3 separate regions of the Mus musculus genome follow, and regions 1 and 3 are each linked to region 2. The links are chromatin contacts, called in public promoter capture Hi-C maps. All regions are on one chromosome and are shown on one strand. The core of a region is the stretch at or near the end of the contact, and the rest is flanking DNA. Distances in the headings are between cores, read along the strand shown. Region 1 holds the start of Rhbdf1 (rhomboid 5 homolog 1). Region 2 holds the start of Chac2 (ChaC, cation transport regulator 2). Region 3 holds the start of Fbxw11 (F-box and WD-40 domain protein 11).

The links. Promoter capture Hi-C pulls out the DNA fragments that hold promoters and counts their contacts.
Region 1: a promoter capture Hi-C map of liver shows a contact between it and region 2, with 3 times the contacts expected there. The contact joins the promoter of Rhbdf1 here to the promoter of Chac2 in region 2. A contact is called at or near these places in 3 of 39 promoter capture datasets (hippocampal neurons, liver and pre-B cells) and 1 of 115 datasets of contacts at active chromatin or transcription factors (microglia).
Region 3: a contact with region 2 is called in a promoter capture Hi-C map of liver, with 2.6 times the contacts expected there. The contact joins the promoter of Fbxw11 here to the promoter of Chac2 in region 2. A contact is called at or near these places in 2 of 39 promoter capture datasets (liver and pre-B cells).

Annotation. Positions count from the first base shown.
Region 1 is chr11:32,220,947-32,223,646 of GRCm38.p6, forward strand. It overlaps Rhbdf1 (rhomboid 5 homolog 1), which reads right to left and starts at 1,347. Exons shown (of 18, transcript NM_010117.2): 1 at 1,223-1,347.
Region 2 is chr11:30,984,954-30,987,701 of GRCm38.p6, forward strand. It overlaps Chac2 (ChaC, cation transport regulator 2), which reads right to left and starts at 1,412. Exons shown (of 3, transcript NM_026527.3): 1 at 1,159-1,412. The coding sequence starts at 1,293. All of the region lies in intron 1 of Asb3 (ankyrin repeat and SOCS box-containing 3), which reads left to right.
Region 3 is chr11:32,641,256-32,643,955 of GRCm38.p6, forward strand. Fbxw11 (F-box and WD-40 domain protein 11) reads left to right here and starts at 1,300. Exons shown (of 13, transcript NM_001271347.1): 1 at 1,300-1,680. The coding sequence starts at 1,636.

The DNA.
Region 1 (2,700 bases), core at 97-2,596, 1.2 Mb after region 2:
GCACCTCTAGACCCCGAGGGGAGCTATACTGGCTCACCCAAGTGGACTTCCCAGTAAGGCTCCTGCAGAGGAGCTAGCCAGCCATGGAGGCTGCCTGGAGTTCTGTGGACTGGTGCCAGAACCTGTACTACCCTACCCTGTACTGTACTGGACCTACCCGACACCCTTGCCCTCTTACCCGGATTGCCCAGAATGACCCTGGTAAGCATAGGGCTCAGCCTCTGCAACCTCTTGAGAACTGGCCAGCTGCTGAGTTCCCCAGCATCCTCTAGGCTTAAGGGCGGGGGCAAGGGGCTGAGGCTCGCCCCATGGAGGTGGGGAGCACCTAGCCTGGGACTGCCCCGACTTCTTAGCTGGTCTAAACCTGAAAAGCCAGTTTCATCCTAGAATCTTCTCCCGGCTTCAACAGGAAGTGGGGAGGGGGGGCTTTCCCAGGACAGAGCGGGGGGCCTCCGGATCCAGGCCCCGCCCACGCAGACAGACACACTACTCCAAGAGGCACACGGAGCAGGAACTCTGGTCCGGACTATCTGAGCGGAAAGAAAGCCTAGGGGGAGTCCCTTGACCGTTCTCCACCCAGCTCTACTAGCGTGCTCCCAGCAGGACAGACAGGCCCTCTCGCCTATCCCTGAGCCCTTGGGGTCCGCGGTCACCCCACCGCGCCCAGGCCTACTTCAAGATCCCGACTGTGGCCTCGGGCTCGCCCCCGGGGCCACTGTACAGGGCAGGAGATGTCTTTGGAGGCACTTCCCGAGTTTGCCGATGCGAACCGGGCTGAAACGGGCCGAGCAGGCCCAGCCGAGCTCCCCGGCCCGCAGCTGCCACTGTTACTCCCGTGAGTGGGAGGAAGCGGACCCTGTGGCCCGAAGTCGCGCTCTCTGTGCAGAGTTTCAGACGCCACCTTCGGGGCCCTGGGAGCACGGAGGGCATGGGGTGTGGGGGCTGGCAGCGGAGGGGCCGCTCAGGGCGGCTGCGGCCCCCGGACTCCTGTCCCCGGGGACCCGGCGGGGCTGCTACTCCGCTGCCCCGCCCGCCAGGCCGCGCCGATCCGACCACGGGCTATTTCTGTGGGGCGCCGGGCTGGAATCCGGGCCGCGCCGCCTGCGCCGGCGCTCGGGAAACTCCGCGCACCGACTGCCAGCGATCGGCGGACACGCGCCAGAACGCAAGCTCCGCACTCGCCCGCCCGGAACCCCGCGCAAAGACCCCGGCCGCCACTCACCGCCGTAGGGTCCTCAGAAGGGTCTGCACCGGCTGCTGCCGCCGCTGCGGGCCGGGAGGGCGCCCGCGCCTAGTCCCTGCCTGCGCCGCCCGCGCGCCGGCCCGACCCGTCCGCCTGGGAATGCCACGGGCCGAGGGGCGTGCGCGCCGGGGGCGGGCCCGGCAGAGGGGCGGCCGCCTGACTCAGGGCTGAGGAATGCGCGCCGCCCGCTGCCAGCCCCGGGCGCCTCCTCCGGGAAGACCTCCGGCTGTGCTCTGCCAGGGGTCCCGCAGAGACACCTGTAGCTGGGAGTCGGGCTCGCCAGCGACCACCTTAATCATAACATCTGTCTTGGACTCGCCTTTCCATACTCCTTCATCTTGTGCTGCCCCTGTGCTTGGGAAGAGAGGAAGGGGACCTCCAAAGCAAGAGGGTGGCGTGGGAAGGGACCTAAAAGGCAGATTGAACGCCCCTTCCGAAGGCACGCACTGGCACATCACTGAGGGTCCCGAAGCTCTCACTTGTCCTGTGCACACGCGCCTGATCTTTCTAACAAACATTCATGCATTCAGGCCTCTCGCACCTGTTTACACAGACACGTGCGCACACCTATTCAAAATGCACTTCCATGGGCTCACACTCTCTACCCTAACACATTTATAAGTGTGCACACTCACGTTCATACACTGATACACCATTTCACAGGAACCGCAGCTCAGCAATTACCCCTTCCCCTACTTCTTTCCCAGCAGGTACAAGGGTTAGACTACACCTGCCACCCCTCAAGCCATTACATCCGCGCATGCGCTCACTCTTCTCTCTTCAGCCTCAGTGCTCACGTATAACGTCAGGCACGGTTCATCACTCTGTATACTGGACAGGAAGTGCTTCTTTTGCTCTCGGCTGAGGCTGAAGGCTGAGGGAGAAGAAAGCTGTCGTGGTGCAGATGTTCTGGGCTCCTGTAACCCACACATGCCAAGCCAGAGATGGGACAGTCTTCATGCCTAGCATTCTTGACTCATGCTAGGAATAAGCAGGGTCTGGACGCCCAAACTGGGCTGGCTGGAGGTGCGGGGGTTGCATCCTTTCTGGAAAATCAGGGAACCGGCCACAGGAACCGGGCATCTGGTGCCTGTAGGTCCCTACTCCTTCCTGCTGTGGATGCTGCAGGGTCACCTAGACCTTTGTTGAGACCTAGAAATCTATTACCAGCTGCAAGAAGTCCTACAGGAGACTCACTGTGAAGACACACCCAGGGGTCAGTCGTCTTTTCTTACAGAAAGAATTCTTCTGTGTTTATTTTTATCTCTGTGTGTGGTTGCAGGTGCCCACACATGCCAGAGGGGGCATCAGATCCTCCTGGAACTGTAGTTATAGGCAGTTGTGAGCTGTCCAGTGTGTGTGCTGGGAGCCAAGCTCTGGTCCTCTGTAAAGGCAGAAAGCTCTCTTAGCTGCTGAGCCATCTCTCCAGCCCAAGTCATCTTCAATGCAAGAATACC
Region 2 (2,748 bases), core at 162-2,661:
CTGTTTGGGTTCCACCAGGCCAGGAAAGTCTACCTTAATTCTAAATTGACAAACTGTAGTTAGAATGGTTCTACCTCAGATGCTCTTCCTGATTTAAAGCCTGTATCTTTTGAGCAGGTACACACTGTGATCTTTCCCTTTCCTAAAATCTCTTCTGATACTTGGTTTCCAGTATTTCAGAATATTATGCTTTAGAGTATTTTTTAAAAATGGTGCTGGGAATTGAACTCGGGCAGGGCCTTGCATGCACTAGGTAAGAACTCTACTACTAAGCTATATTCCCAGACTTGTTTCTGAGCTTGAGGTCCAGGCCAGTATTGAACTTGTGATATTCTTTTGGATTACAATTTTGTACCAGCAGACTAGGCTAATTTTAAGAGTATGTTGGAGAACACAGGAACATTCAAAACCAAAGGTTAGATATTAACCAAACAAGTTACTAGTTCATACTTGTTTAACTTTTTTTTTCCACAGATTTTTTTTTTTTTTTTTTTTTTTTTTTTGTAGCCAAGGCAAATAGTGAGCTGCTTCTAACACTCTGAACCCCTGGAGAGCTGAATGCTTTATATGACCGAACTGAAAAACAGATCCAATGATTTGTATTTACATTAATAATTCAAGAGAACTATGGAGAAGGAACATTCAAATAATGGAGATTTTCAATTCATTACTCAGAACGAACTGCAAACCTCACATAACTTTGCTTATACCTCTCAATCAAAAAATCACCATGGGCATAAAAATTGGAATGACTGGAAACTAGTTCTTTCATGATCTTAGGCATTTTAAAACTAAAACATTGGAAACATAAATTGGAAATTTACAGGCACATATAAATTCAGACCAGTAAAAACCTGGCATAATATAGACATATCAACGAATTTACACACTGACCATGTGGTGACATGAAAATTCAACTTTATTATTTTGTGGGGTGGCAGAGGTTGCCAAGATAAGGGTGCTGTCCTGGCCACTTCAGCCTTGGGCGAGCTCCCTGTGCCCGTGCTTTCTGCTTTAGAAACTAATTACTGGCTTCTGAAGCGGCCTAAGGATATCCACTTCTTGAGAGAGGCAAGGGCAGGTGGCCAATGAAGTTGAGAGCTTTATCCTGTTCCAGTGCTCTGCTGGGTAGGTGGGCATGAGGCGCTGGCTCCTTACCTTGCCTGGGACCCCGCGGTGGTCCGTGCTACCTTGCCAGAAGCGCCGACTGTAGTTTGTGATGTAACCAACCAGCTTGTCCTGGTAGGGGAAGTCCACCTTCCAGATGAGGGACCCATAACCAAACACCCACATCTTTCTGGACCCTGACCGGCACTCGGACTTCAGAACGAGACTGCTACCGAGGGGAGTAACCGGCTGCTGGGGCAGTGCCAGGCGCTCTGGCTTCGCCTGATGTGCGGCGCAAAGCACACTGGGTTTTCAGAGCTTCTATGGTGCGGGAGGGGTGGGGGTAGGGAATGGGAGGCAGGGGACTACATTACCCACAATTCTTTAGAGTTTTACGACTCTCGAGTTGGAGCAGCACCCCTCCCACCTTTTTTTCTAGTGAGAATTGAAAGAGGAGAAAAGGCAGGACTCCTGTCTTATAGGGCACCACAATTAGCACGTAGTCATTTTGTTGTGCTTTGAAAATTGGCTAGCTGCCCACATCAAACAGCAGCCAGAGTGGCAGATCCCGGAAGTATAATATCTGTATGACCAAGTCCTGTGTCCTTTGCTTTTAAATAGAAGCAAAACAGTAGTTTTATGTGTGTGAAAAAGCAACTGGATTCTAATGGAAGTTGCTTATCAGATTGGGGGGAGGGGGGGAAGAACGGGACTGTTTAAGCATGATGAAGGAGAGAGGTTTTTATACAGTAAGAGACATCTGGAACAGTTCACAGTGGGCAGGACCAAACTGAGCTGTGCCATGTGAGAAGAGGGAGGGAAAGAAAGATGAGAGAGAGGGACTAGGTGCAGCAGCCTGGAGGCTCAAAAGGGATTTGGTTGGATTATATAGGAAAGGGCTGCTGCTAGAAGGTCAGCCCAGCCCTAGGGATGGAAAAGTTTAGAGTAGGGGTTGGGGTATGCCAGCAGGAGGGTCCTGAAATAGATCAGGACCGAAGGATGCAGGAAGAACTTGGCAGTCAGTGCCTATTATGATGTTAAGTAGGCACCTCAGCCATTTTTCTCACTTTTGAAACCTACCACTTATTTAAACTTCAAAGAACAGTTTGTTCAGTCTTAATCTCGGAGGCTCAGAGACGAGCAGGTGCACTCTCCCATTACATTACTTCACCAGTGGCTTTTACAGTGCTGCTTATAGAATCCTTTTCTTTTCTCAGGTGAATGGCTGCTGTTTTGTTTAATAAGAAACTTTGAGGATAATGAATATTCTTTACTGAACACTTAATTTGGATGGTTGAGGAGAATTCTTATATTTAGTTTAAAATGTATTGTTTTTCCTGGATTTCCTTCTTAACTCTTAAGTATTTTCATTGCCTCCCCATCAGACAGTTCTATTCTTGCAGAACTATGGCAGGACACCTTAAATTTTAGATAAAAACACTAGTGGGAAAATATGTAGAACCACTGTTGACTATTGGGAAACATATTTTCTTAGTCTTCCTTTGGGTTGTGTTCTTTGTATTCTTAAGATTATAATATTTTATGTATTTGAATTTCTCAAAAATTGAAAATTAAGTGATATATATACACTCCCTCCCCCCAAAAAGAACAGAGCTTTGTTTTTTGTCTTTGATTGGCACC
Region 3 (2,700 bases), core at 50-2,549, 1.7 Mb after region 2:
AAGTGGGCTGGGTACAATGAGCCAGGCCCTTGAGACACTTTATAACAGCTCTGACTGCCAGGTCTCCTGTAAACATAAACAACTTAACAGTCCGTCAACATTAGACAAGGCCATTCTGTGGCCTTAGCTTATGGATCAAGACAAAAACAAGACCACCCCATAATCATTTGTGAACACAGATAAAACATGGACATTGTCCAAGTCCCTGAAACACAGCTACAAGACTAAACACTTGAATCTGGCTAACAGGAGAGGCTGTCAACAATTACTGGATTAGTTTTAATCTAATATAACTTCCCATAGATAAGGCTGAGGTGCCCAGTCTTATACCCCCACTTCCCGGCAGTATCTGCTCCAAAGCCCCTTCAAATCCTTTTCTACATTACCTAAGGTCTCTTACTGAGACGTCCCTGCTTCATCATGGTGTATGTTCATTTCTACTTCAGCTAGGAAAAAACCCACCTTGTTCAACTATCAGCGTGTTCCTGGGGGCTTTTGGTTCGAGGGTATTGACAGACTTGGAAGTCACAAGGAGTTAGAGGTTCTCTGAAGTCTCTAGATGCGTTTCTTCATATCATTTCTAACTCTTAGTCAATGTCTGCTGTCTTCCCACTAGAATTAAGCTGAATAAGAACAGAGGTCTCTCCGGTCATTCCCAGTGCTTAGGGCAGTACTAGTAGAAACTGAATGCTTAAAAATAAGTGTCTTCGGCCGGGCGGTGGTGGCGCACGCCTTTGAGGAGGTGGAGGCAGGCAGATTTCTGAGTTCGAGGACAGCCTGGTCTACAAAGTGAGTTCCAGGACAGCCAGGTATACAGAGAAACCCTGTCTCGGAAAAAAAAAAAAGTGTCTTCAAAATGTATAGCTTCTTTCTCATGGCTCAGCTCCTCCCAGTCAGTGTGGCAGATCTCCACACACCGCTTTCCCAGCTCAGTCTCCAAACTCTTAGATGCCCATCTTCCTTTAATTGTGTCTTCGACCTCGCGGGCCCCCTCCCACACTTCCTAGTGCAACCTGGGACCCACCTGTCTCCACCATCTGTCCCTACCAAATGCAACACACACGGAACGGCAGCGCTGCAGCCTAGACGACTAGTGGGCACCGCAGACACCCACTGCGCATGTGCGGAGATCGCTCGCTCGCACTGCAAAGATCTCCGACAAGTGAGGAGTTGCCTCGGAGTTTCCGTCCAGGTCCGTGCGGCTACGGGCTGCCAGGAAGTCAGGAACGACCAACCGGAAGAAGACCTCGCGCGCGAGGATTTCTGGGACAAGTAGTCGCGGCGCTCGCGAGGCCCTATCGCGAGCAAGCCCTAGATACTCCAGCTCTGCACGTCCGGCACTCACAGCCCTGCGCTCCCCTAGGTGCTCTCTCCGGTGGCAGAAGCCGGCAGATTGGACCAAGCGGCTTCTTGCTCCCACAAAGCTGCGCGAGCCGCCGCGGCTGCCGGGAGTTGTAGTCTTCGCTGTGCGTCCTGCGTCGGCCGAGGGTGAGGGCGGAGCTGCGGGCGGCCCGGGCGGGCTGGCAGCTAGAGTGGGTGCGAGAGCTGCCTCCACCGCCGCCGCCGCCACCGCCTCCTCCGCCCGGGCCGATCGCTGCTGAGCGGAGAGAGCGAGGCGGGGCCGCCGGGGCCGCCATGGAGCCCGACTCGGTGATTGAAGACAAGACCATCGAGCTCATGGTGAGTGCGGCCCACTGGCCTTCAGTTCTTCCGGCCGGCCGGCGGCCGGGGGGCCTGCCCACCCCGGCGTCCGCGCCAGGCCAGCCCTCGTTCCCCGCCGCCTGGGCCCGGCCGCCCCCCTGCTATGGCTCGTTGCTGACGCTTCGCGCTCTTGGGCCGGCACGGCCTCCACTCCCCGCGGCTCCCCCAACCCCCTCCTTGCCGGGCTCCGGCCAGTCTCCGGCGCCCCAGCCTCGCTCCTGCCGGAGCCACTGCTCACTCTTGCCTTGCCATCACACTCTGTTTTTAGAAGGGGATTTCTTTTTCCCTTCCCTGGATTCCTCTGGCCGGGCCTGCATCGCGCCTCCCAGCCTCGCTCAAGCTGAGGGTGATGGTGGTGGAAGGGAGTCCGAGACCAGTTGGAGCCGCTTCGGCCTCCATAACCTAGGCGCGGGGGGTGGGGTGGGGTGGGGTGGGGTGGGTGGTAGGGGTGGGTCTCAGCACCCTCGCCCCAAGCTACCGCTGTATGGATGCCAGGATAGCCCCATTGGACTGGGATGTTGGGGGTGCCTACGAGTCTGAGGCTGTTCCGGATAAGGGGCCTATTTTCCGGGCCCCTGCGGTGTCAGGCTTCTTGGACAAAGGGTTTCCTACCCTGCCGTGAAGGATGTTTGTATAGCAAGGCCCTAGGTACTCTTGAATTCCATCCCCCAGGAAAGGGAAACCATAACTTTTATCATTTGGGAAATGAGAGGGGAGGGAGAAGAGGTCGCGCTCATCACTGCCACCCTCTCTTATTTTAATAATAAAAAATGGGAGGGGGGTTTCTTGGCCCACGGATAAGCAGCGATCCCTGTACTGTTAGGAACCATTGGTAGCCAGCCTGGTCAGGTCTCCCCGGACACCCCTAACCCGTTTCTGACCTCAGACTTGGTGCTAGAAAGGTTTTTGGAAACAGGACTCTGAGTCTGGGAAAGTGAAGGATTTGCTCATTGGCGGAAGAAATAAAGTATGGCTGACTGGTATTACCTGCCAGTTTGA